Regions from separate parts of the Danio rerio genome. Here region 1 is linked to region 2. Evidence: chromatin contacts called from public HiCAR-type data. All regions are on one chromosome and are shown on one strand. The core of a region is the stretch at or near the end of the contact, and the rest is flanking DNA. Distances in the headings are between cores, read along the strand shown. Region 1 overlaps cltca (clathrin, heavy chain a (Hc)). Region 2 overlaps LOC137496591 (a long non-coding RNA gene).

What was found. HiCAR-type assays count read pairs that join an accessible place to other places.
Region 1: a HiCAR-type map of caudal fin shows a contact between it and region 2, with 5 times the contacts expected there. The contact joins two enhancer-like sites. A contact is called at or near these places in 3 of 18 Hi-C or Micro-C datasets (caudal fin, hematopoietic stem cells and an unstated tissue) and 1 of 4 datasets of contacts at active chromatin or transcription factors (caudal fin).

Annotation. Positions count from the first base shown.
Region 1 is chr10:33,248,992-33,253,982 of GRCz12tu, reverse strand. cltca (clathrin, heavy chain a (Hc)) reads left to right here. Exons shown (of 31, transcript NM_001005391.2): 14 at 3,357-3,520. Among named protein-coding and RNA genes, the nearest start is that of ptrh2, 25 kb to the right of the region's middle. Within about 2 kb of position 1,447, at least 2 of the 62 cell types and tissues checked have an H3K27ac peak or open chromatin away from gene starts, as enhancers often do. A contact at or near this core is called in caudal fin, where this site is marked.
Region 2 is chr10:33,203,991-33,208,839 of GRCz12tu, reverse strand. All of the region lies in intron 2 of LOC137496591 (a long non-coding RNA gene), which reads left to right. Among named protein-coding and RNA genes, the nearest start is that of ptrh2, 20 kb to the left of the region's middle. Within about 2 kb of position 2,214, at least 13 of the 62 cell types and tissues checked have an H3K27ac peak or open chromatin away from gene starts, as enhancers often do. A contact at or near this core is called in caudal fin, where this site is marked.

The DNA.
Region 1 (4,991 bases), core at 198-2,697, 46 kb before region 2:
ACCAACGTTTTCAGCGACTAGAAATTTAGTCACTGGTCACATTGTTATAGTGGGTTAGTGTCTGCTTTTATATGTGGTGTCGGATTAATATTTACTGGTAGGGAAAATCTATTTGTTCACATCTGCTATTTATACCTTGATTTGCAATTCAATTGAATAATTTTTTCCACTTAACTGCAAATAAGAATAGAAAAAGTATAAAAAGCACAAAAACATACTGACAGTTATAGGTACTTTCCATTGCTATGGGTTCATTGATGCTTTATTTGGCACAAATCCATCAATTTCGGCTTTTTGGCTGTTCTTTCTATAAATGAATTATGTGGAAACACTGTCCATGCGTGTTTCCTCTTCGGTTAGTAACACTATATTTCTTTGCGCAATAATAGTCTATCAGGCTACCAATCTTCAGCCAATTGATCGGAGCATACCTATTATTAAATTAAATTCGATATAAAAAATAATATTTCAGTTACTGCACCTGAATACTGTCAGACTCGAAAAACAATAAACTTTTATTTCAATTGTATCTTTTTATTTTGTTTAGTTCCTTATATTTTATTTAGATGCACTTCTCTATAGAATCATCCAAACCTATCAAAAATTATAATTTTTTTTCCATATAGAGATATTCAAGTCATCTGGTGTAATTCTTATCGCAATATATATTGCAGAATAACAATATATCGCAATGTTAGAGTTTTTCCAATAATGTGCAGCCATACTTTAAAGACTACATTGTTTGGCTATCACATATATTTTGCTTTTCAATATTTCTCTATTTGTTTGACCCTTTAAATAACATAAAACAAAAAGAAAATAGTAAAAAAAAAATTTGTGTACATTTGGTTCCTGAAACCTCTCAAAGAACATTTGATTTTTAGTTTTAATGATAAACTGTTTGCAAAAGGTCAACCAGTATTTAAAATGACCGTTAAAGGGTTAAATTGATTTTCAAAGCTAAATGCATAAATTTGTTATCGAATGACTTCTCAAAATAAATCCTTATGTGATAATCACAAACCACTGTAAGGTTCACAACGTTTATTCAAAACCAATAAAACATTGAATCAACCATACATTTCTCCTCAAAATATAAATCCCACCAGGAGTTTATATTGCCCATGTAGTTTCATCTGATACATCTGGCAGACCTAACACTTCTCTTAGCAGACGCTGCCAGAAAACAATTCTTGGGTCTATTTAAACTTGTACATAAACACTCGTGGTCACTCTGCTGGTCGCCTTTCATAGTGCAGACACAATTTGACTGGTATCTTGGCCGTATATTGCCTCTGTTCGGAGTGTGGAGCAGCATGTAGCCTTCCGTTCTGGGCAAAGTAGGACAAAAGGTTTTGGCAATCAGAGAAGGCAGCAGCACCGGGCCTGCGGCCACCCACAATCCCTCAGGCTTTTCACATGACTGCAAGAGTAAGAGTGCTTTAGACAACAAGCTCGATTTTAATGGAAACGCAATGCTCATGCAAATGTAGCGGTCTGATCCGTAATTTATAGGGTTTGTGCACCCTGTCATCATTTACTCACCAACATGTTGTTCCAAACCGGTTTGGGTTTCCTCCATGAAACACAAAATATTTGAAAACAAGACTGTGCTGGAAAATAGGGAAAAAAATTGACATGGATATCAGCGTACTTCCCCTGTCGTTTTGATTACATTAAGAGGTGTAATCCTTTATTCTATTAAGAGTTGTCTAAAGTGTTATGTTTAATTATATGTATACAGCATAATTCTGTTTAACCTGCACTACGGCTGCATAATATTGAACAAATATATATAATTTTAATTTTGCCAAATATGATACGATCCAGGATTAACATCTATGTTGATTCTGGAACAAAGTTTTTGTTCGAAAATGTAACCCATACCTATTCCCTACCTCTAAACCCAGCCATAACTGTAAATTATTCCCAATATCAGAGGGGAATAATAGTTGAATAACAATCATGTAGAAGTGCATAAGCCTAAGCTTAACATAAACTGTAAATGTATTCCTTAATTTCTCATTGGCTGATTGGATTGTTGTACCAGCATCAACATAGATTTTGATCCAGGAACAAGTCCTACTTGGTGAAATCATGTCGGTTGATATTTTTTTCTGCAATTCTCTTAAATTGAATTGCTTTATTTGAAAAATGTATTCATTTAATAGTCTAATTGGCATTATTCTGGAAGATTATAGGGATTATTGTGTATTATTATTGGGAAGATAGGAGTAAAATGTTTTACCTCACGGTATATGCAGGTACAGAAATTTACTCAAATGTTAAATAACACCCACTGTATAGTCTTCATTGTATAAATAATTCAATAAATGCATCTTTGTTAGAGTTACAATCAGTAATTGATTCAGGCAATTTCATGTGCCTGAATACTTAGTCACAGGCTGTAAAAACACATACAATGGTAAACTTTCACTCCTTTTAGGTTAAACTCTTTAGTTACTGCAAAAATCTTATGTTCTGAACTGTGGCACCTAGTAAAATGTAATGGCAATATATAAACTTCCTGAGATGTGACTATTGCCGATGTACACATTGCGATATCGATGCTGAAATGATATATTGTGCAGCCCTAATATGTCAGGTTTAAAATTCTAGAATAAAACTATCAAGTTTGGAGTCTTTAAAAAAAATACCTCCCAATTGGAATCTACAGACACAAATTGATAGGTGTGCGACAAAAAAAGAACACTTAAGTAAATTTTTCTGTGATTTCTTAACATTAGATTAAACTTTATTAAAGCCCAGAATTTCAGAACTGCATGAACGGTTTTAACCCACAGTGTCTCATGTTATGATAATGTAGTAAAACGATAATCACGAGTAATAATGTTTACAAATTAAGCTTTTTCGACAGCATTTGTGGCCTTATTATATGTATTTAGTTTTTTAAAATCCATATTGGTAAGGAGGTTTCATTTCTTCAAATTTTTATACTTTGCATTGTACTTTTGGGATTGTCAGGACTGGAAGGTATAGGTCACCCAAAAAAAGAAAATTACCCTTCGTTTCTTTTCCCTCATGTGCTTTTAAACCTTTAAAAGTTTATTCTTTTGAACACAAAAGAAGATATTATGAAGAATGACAGTTGTTTGCTGGCATTGACTTCCATAGTGTATTACTATGAAAAATACCTATTTTTCGACATGAATAAAAGCTTTTAAGAAGTGAAGGGGAGGTTAAATAATGGCAAAATGTTATTTTTGGGCAAACTATTTCTTTTAAATGACAAAACAGCACTATAAAAGTATCTAAAGGTCTATAAAGCTCAAACCGCAACCAGACGTCTGTCCAGTAAAAGTCAAGTGTCATTTCTCGTTCTCTTCTGCTTGCAGGCCTCTTCTACTTTCTCGGCTCAATCGTAAACTTCAGCCAGGACCCAGAGGTGCATTTCAAATACATCCAGGCCGCATGCAAGACGGGCCAAATCAAAGAGGTGGAGCGCATCTGTCGGGAAAGCAACTGCTACAACCCTGAACGTGTCAAGAACTTTCTCAAGGTACTGCCAAGACTCTGTCAGTGCAACCAGACTAGAAATGATCCATAGCCAACCACAAAAAGCACATTATATTCTCTAGTTTCTCATCTGTTAAAACTCTTTCCATCTTTTCCCCTTCATTACATTTCCTGTTTTGTTCACTTCTACCGATCTGTCTTTTGTCATTTAAGTACAAGCCATTTGCCTTTTCAGATGCAAGTGGTTTTCTTTTTGGAAAAAACAATGTTTTTTTTTTTTTGTTTATTAGTCCCAAAAAGATTTTGGGTTTGGTGCAAGTTCCAGTAGGAATATTTGTGGTATTTTCAATTATCAGATTAAAATTAAACTTATTGCAAGTCACAACAAACTGTGTTTTAAAATGCAAGAAGTATGTATATAAACAAGCCACAACTAATACTGTTTACATATACTGTAAACCGCATTTGTGGCATAATGTTGTTTGTAAGACTTACACATGTTGTTGCTTTATTTTATTTTACAATTCATTTCAAATTTTAATTAAATCCATTTTATTAGTTGTATTAGTTTTTTTAATCAGCATTGGTGAGAATGTTTGTTTAATTTCTTCAAATTTCACCATTCAAATATACTGAAGTATACGTTTTACTGTAAAACAAACTTTTAAACCAATTTTCCTCGGACACAAATATGAGAAGTCTTATCCTTTGACCCTTATGTTGATTTCGGTTCATTGTTTTATCATCAATATCATGACATAAGATTGCGGATTTACAAAATCCAATACACACTAGATTCTCCTTTTAACAAATAACCCAATATAAATCAGGCAGCTGATTCTAGTGTATTTTTTCTAGTTTTTAGCATCTCACTTTCACTCTTTTGTCCTGATGGTGGTTGTTATTATCTCATCTCCTGTGCTTTACGTTGTACTTTTGGGATGGTCAGGACTTGAATCAGGTAAATTCACCCTAAGCACTACAAGCCTCCCTTTTAATTTATTCCCTTTTTCTCTTTTTTTTCGTCACCCCTTCTTTTCTCCCAGTGCTCAGTATAGAAGGATTAATACTGGGATTGGTGTGTGCCCTGCACATACAGGGAAGAACAGCCCTCTCTCGGCCTGGGGGATGAACACAGCGAGTGTCCAGGCTCAGATCGATCCTGTGGTTTTTGTGGTTGTGTGTCGACGTGTGTTTGGCTGTGGTTGATTTGTGGTGAAGCATAATTATACTCTGCCAGCTTAGATGGTGGATCTGGAGAGCCTGGTTTTCTGGAATGAGTTTGAGACTTGTTTAAATGTGCATTCCATTCGATAATTAGTGGACTTTTGAAGTGTGCCATCTACAATGAGATTCGTTTCTTCGCAGGACGCTTTGTAGGGTATAAGAAAAGGGAGCATTAAAACAAAATTTCACGTTAAGTAGAGATAGAAATTTACTCGCCAGTCATTGAGCAAGTTTGAGTAAAATAACACCACTGAGGCTCCAGTATTGTTGTTATTTAATTACTACCA
Region 2 (4,849 bases), core at 965-3,464:
CTATTTTAAGTCTTGATTATATAAATACAGTGGTAAAATAGGGATTCCTTTAATGCATAATTGCACAACATTAATATATAAGGCCATATTAATATTGTTACCTCTCATAGATTTTTAATATTTTGTTATATTTATATTTTTATATTTCATTTTTAACATTTTATCATAATGTTATGATTTTGTACTTGTAGCATACATAGTTAATACATTTATTTATACATGTCTGTGAAAATAAAATAGATTTGTGAAATTGTCTATTTACATTTACAATATGAAAATAATTGTCATCATTTCTGTTTTTTTTTTTTTTTTTTTTTTTTGGCATTTAAACAATTTAAAGCAGAATTGTTTGGGATGTAATCAGGATGTAATACATCATAGAGCTTATGCAATTGATTTCATTTTTCATTCAATTCTCTATTATGTCCAAAAGATGGCGCCATAGGCCAACGTGAGTCTTTGTTCCTTCTGTTACCAAATAGCTCAGATATTATCAAAGAGCCACACGTTTTGCCTCGCATTCAAAGCAGTGAATATTCTTGTTAGGTGTATTGCATAAAATCACTCAAGGAGGCTTATTTAATTTTCAACATATGTATTTCTGTAGAGTGATGATAGTATCTTTCTTTGAGCCTGTGAAGTTGTTGCCTGACCTGGATTTAGCAGTCATGTTTTTCCTCTTGATCTTTCAACAAATATACTTTGCGTTATGACGTAATGGCACGTCTATGGTCATATGATACATTGTGTGTGTGTGTATGATATATGATATATGACATCTTTCTATCATTCCCCGTGAGCAGTTTTAGTGCCACCGTTGGTTCTGAGATTTCAAGATGAATCAGCCTGAACTGTGAAAAAATATTTCAGTAATGCCAAAACAAGAAGAGAAATAGATCATACTTTGCATAAAGAAAATGTCGCTGAAATAAAGCAACTTTGATGAGTGAATTGTAGTTTTTAAGCATATTCTGTTAACATAAAAATGATATTTTTATTAAGTAATTTAAAAAAAAAAAAAAAAAAAAAATTATATATATATATATATATATATATATATATATATATATATATATATATATATATATATATATATATAGTTTTTTTTTTATTAAAAAAAACTTTAGTTCAAGTAACAATTCACACTGTTAACCGCTGGCTTATTACCAGTCTATAATTAAGATATTAACTGTTTATTGGCACTAATAAAGTATGATCTTATTCTACATCCCTAATCCTACCCAATAAACCCAACTAATACCTTACAAAATTATTTATAAGTAGCTAATTATTCGTTTATTGAGCTAAAAGTCTCAGTTAACAGTTTAATAGTGTAAATTGTATCTGAAAATGGGGCCCACAAGGAACCTGCACACCCAAAAATCTGCAGATTTCCACAAATTTATAGCCCATCATTGAGTCTATTTATTTAGTTGTGTGTTAATGTATATTTGTTAAGTTTTTTAATTAATTTCATTAATACTACTGACTAATATGAAAACGTTCACATGATTTACTTACAATACAGTTTGTAAAGTAATCATTTCGGTCTTTTAGTAAATATACGGTATATGAGAGACTTGCTTTGTTTACCAAATAAGTGGATCTAATTGGATTTGCATTGTAAACAGTCAATAAAAGTTTCAAATGTATTATTTTAATTTAACATAGGTTTGTAGTTAAGATTTACCCAAAATCCTTCCACATAAATCCACAGATTTTTCACAGTATTCTGCGCAAAAAAATGTCTGCCGATTCTGTCTGGCAATACTTAAAATAAAGTGAAACCAAAAAAAAGTTGAGATCAAACAATAATTGTCAGACTCTGACCCCTGCAGTAATAGATCAAACTATATACAAACATTGTTAGTATATAAATAAAAATCATCATATAACAGATGTTTTAATTATAATGATTAAAAAACAATATAATTGTTTTAATTTAATAGCAATAATGATTTAATTGTACTTATCTAAAAATATTGTTAGAGCATAAAAACTACAGTGACTCTTAATGTGATTTACTTTATGCAAAATAAACCCTTGTTTTCCCCTTTATCTTAATGGGAGTTATAACCTGGACATCTTGTCCTTACCTCTGAACTCATTTACTGTGGAAAAAAAAGATCTTCTTTGACTCATTTTGAGGTAAACATCGATGACTCGTTTTGATTACGTGATCTTGGTTTACTTCTCACTATTGACCAGTAGAGGGTGAAGGGTACAATTATCTCAAGAATACCTAATGTTAATTCAATCCCACTCTTGTGAAGTCATTCCTTCCTAATGCAGCTGTCAGTTCGTCAGGAATATGGAAAAAGGATACATAAAACCGATGAAAATGTTCTATATAAATTTATGGAGTTGTAAGTTTTTACTGGTCTCTTAATGAATGACAGGTGACCTTATAGGAGCTGCAGAAAGCTGCTAGTTGCTGAGATAAAGGTCTTTGGGAAGTTTTGGTGATTCGTTTCTGATGGCTGTGTTGTCCGGTGTCGTGTGAGCCACAGATCAGGCTTAACGTCTCCCTTTGTGTCTCTCAGTGGGAGACGGGAGCACGTGTCCTCTACCCCCTCACTGGAAAGTCAGTTGTTATAACTTCAACCAGCAGGCACTTTTATGGACCCTTGAACCAGTCCGCTGACCACTATTTTATTTTAAGTTGTAAGATATTATAGTTTGCGCCCTCTTGCTTTCAGCACCATCTCATGTTTCTGTTAAAATTGAAAGTAATGGATTTGTACTGTGTGTGTGTGTGTGTGTGTGTGTGTGTATATGTGTGTGTGTGTGTGTGTGTGTTTGTGTGCATGCATATTAAAAATTAAATAAAAATGCTAAATTAATTTGTGTTGGGACAACATAAATTAAGTAAACTTATTAGATTATTTACAAATTTAAGTGGATTAAACATAAAATGATTTATTGTTTTAGCTCATTTGAAATAAGTAGTTTGAACAAACAGCTAACATCATTATTACAGCGCACATAAAGTAGGAAAAAAATTATTTAGGCCTTATTTGTAACTTATTGTAAAATTATTCAGTTATTTTATTACTTTTAAAGATGCACATGACCTGTCTAGTCATCTCAACTTACATCAACTCAACATTAATCAATATTAAGTTAAACTTTGCATAACTTAAAACAAAACATTCAGTTGAAACCTGATTAACTTATTACAATATGTTAAATCAGTATAAAATTATTTGTTGTCTTGACGTTAATTAAATGAGGTTTTATAGTTAACTAAAACTTGATGCTTGAAATACTGAAACATTTCAGTTGCCAGAGGTATTTCTGATTTAAGCTTAAATTTATGTGCTAAAATAATATATAAATATTTTAGTATGTTTCCAAAACAAAATATTATCATCATACACCGTGTTCAAATTAGTTATTATGCCCTTACTTTATATTATTTTTATATAGTTGCATTAGAGTTTATTATTGAATATTCATATGACTGTACTTTATGGACTACTATGGTGTGACCAATGTTTACACTTAAACATGGTAATATCACTCCATCATGTTCTAAATAGACTATTACATTACAATATATACTTTGATAGGCATGTATAATATATTGTAATAAGATTGAACAATACATCTGTTGAGCATTGATTGTGTGTATCCACAATAGTCACATAGTCAGGATCGCAGGAACTATTAATCACAAAAAAAATTGAAACAAATCAACAGACAATGCCCATTTTCACAACAGAATGCTAACGAAAGACAGACTAAATTATATATATATATATATATATATATATATATATATATATATATATATATACATACATAAAATAAATATAATAAATTAATAATAGGAATAATAATGATACGTAAATAAATGAACAAAATGAGTATATATAAAGATAAAATTATAATAAAATAAAACACATAAATTCAATTATGCCATACCATAACTCAAAATACAGCTTTGAAGAAACATCATTAAAATCCAAGTAACTTAATGAAAAGCCTCAGTGGACGTATGAATGACACAGTTCAGGAATTCTAAGGAAAAATTTTCCTAATAATATTGTGCCACCCTTTGCTAGGATAGTGGTTTGTTACTGATCCAGTTTATCAGTATTTTTCCTGGCAGCAAACGCTAAAATGTCAAATAAGCGATTAATGAATTTTTCAGACAAATGTCCAACCGGGAGACCTAAAATCAAAGACAATGTAGCTGAGGTCCAAGCATACGGCTCATAAAAGTAACAACTTTTGACCAATAAGCTCTAATAAATATCTTTTTATAATTATTTATATAATGATGACCATGCTATTTTACATTTGATTGTTCCATTTATGCACTTGAATACTCCACAGAAAACCATAACACGCTGTTTATTTGACTTTACTTTTGCTCTGCAAAAAAAAAAATCATCTTAGTCAATCTAAATATGTCAAATATATGAAATATTTACAAAAGAGCTATTAATATTCAAATCATCTGGTGAAATTATATTCATATCGCAATATATATCGCAGCAAAACAAAATATCGCAATGTCATATTTTTCCAATATCATGCAGCCCTATATTGCACAGCATTAATATGTATTATGTACTACAGTATTTACATGATGCACTCTAAGGTGTGTTGTTGAATACTGTTGTGTTACTCTAGTAATACCAAAACCCTAGTAATTGCCCAAAACAAAGAATATTGTAGTATTTCATTGCATAAGACATTACCACACATTACCACACACAAATCAACAAATTTGAGCATTAAAACATGATGGCATTGCATTTCAATGTGGACATTTGAATGAAAGCTATAATTTTGCCAATCCTTAATACAAGTGGGTTTGTGTGTGTGTGTGTGTGTGTGT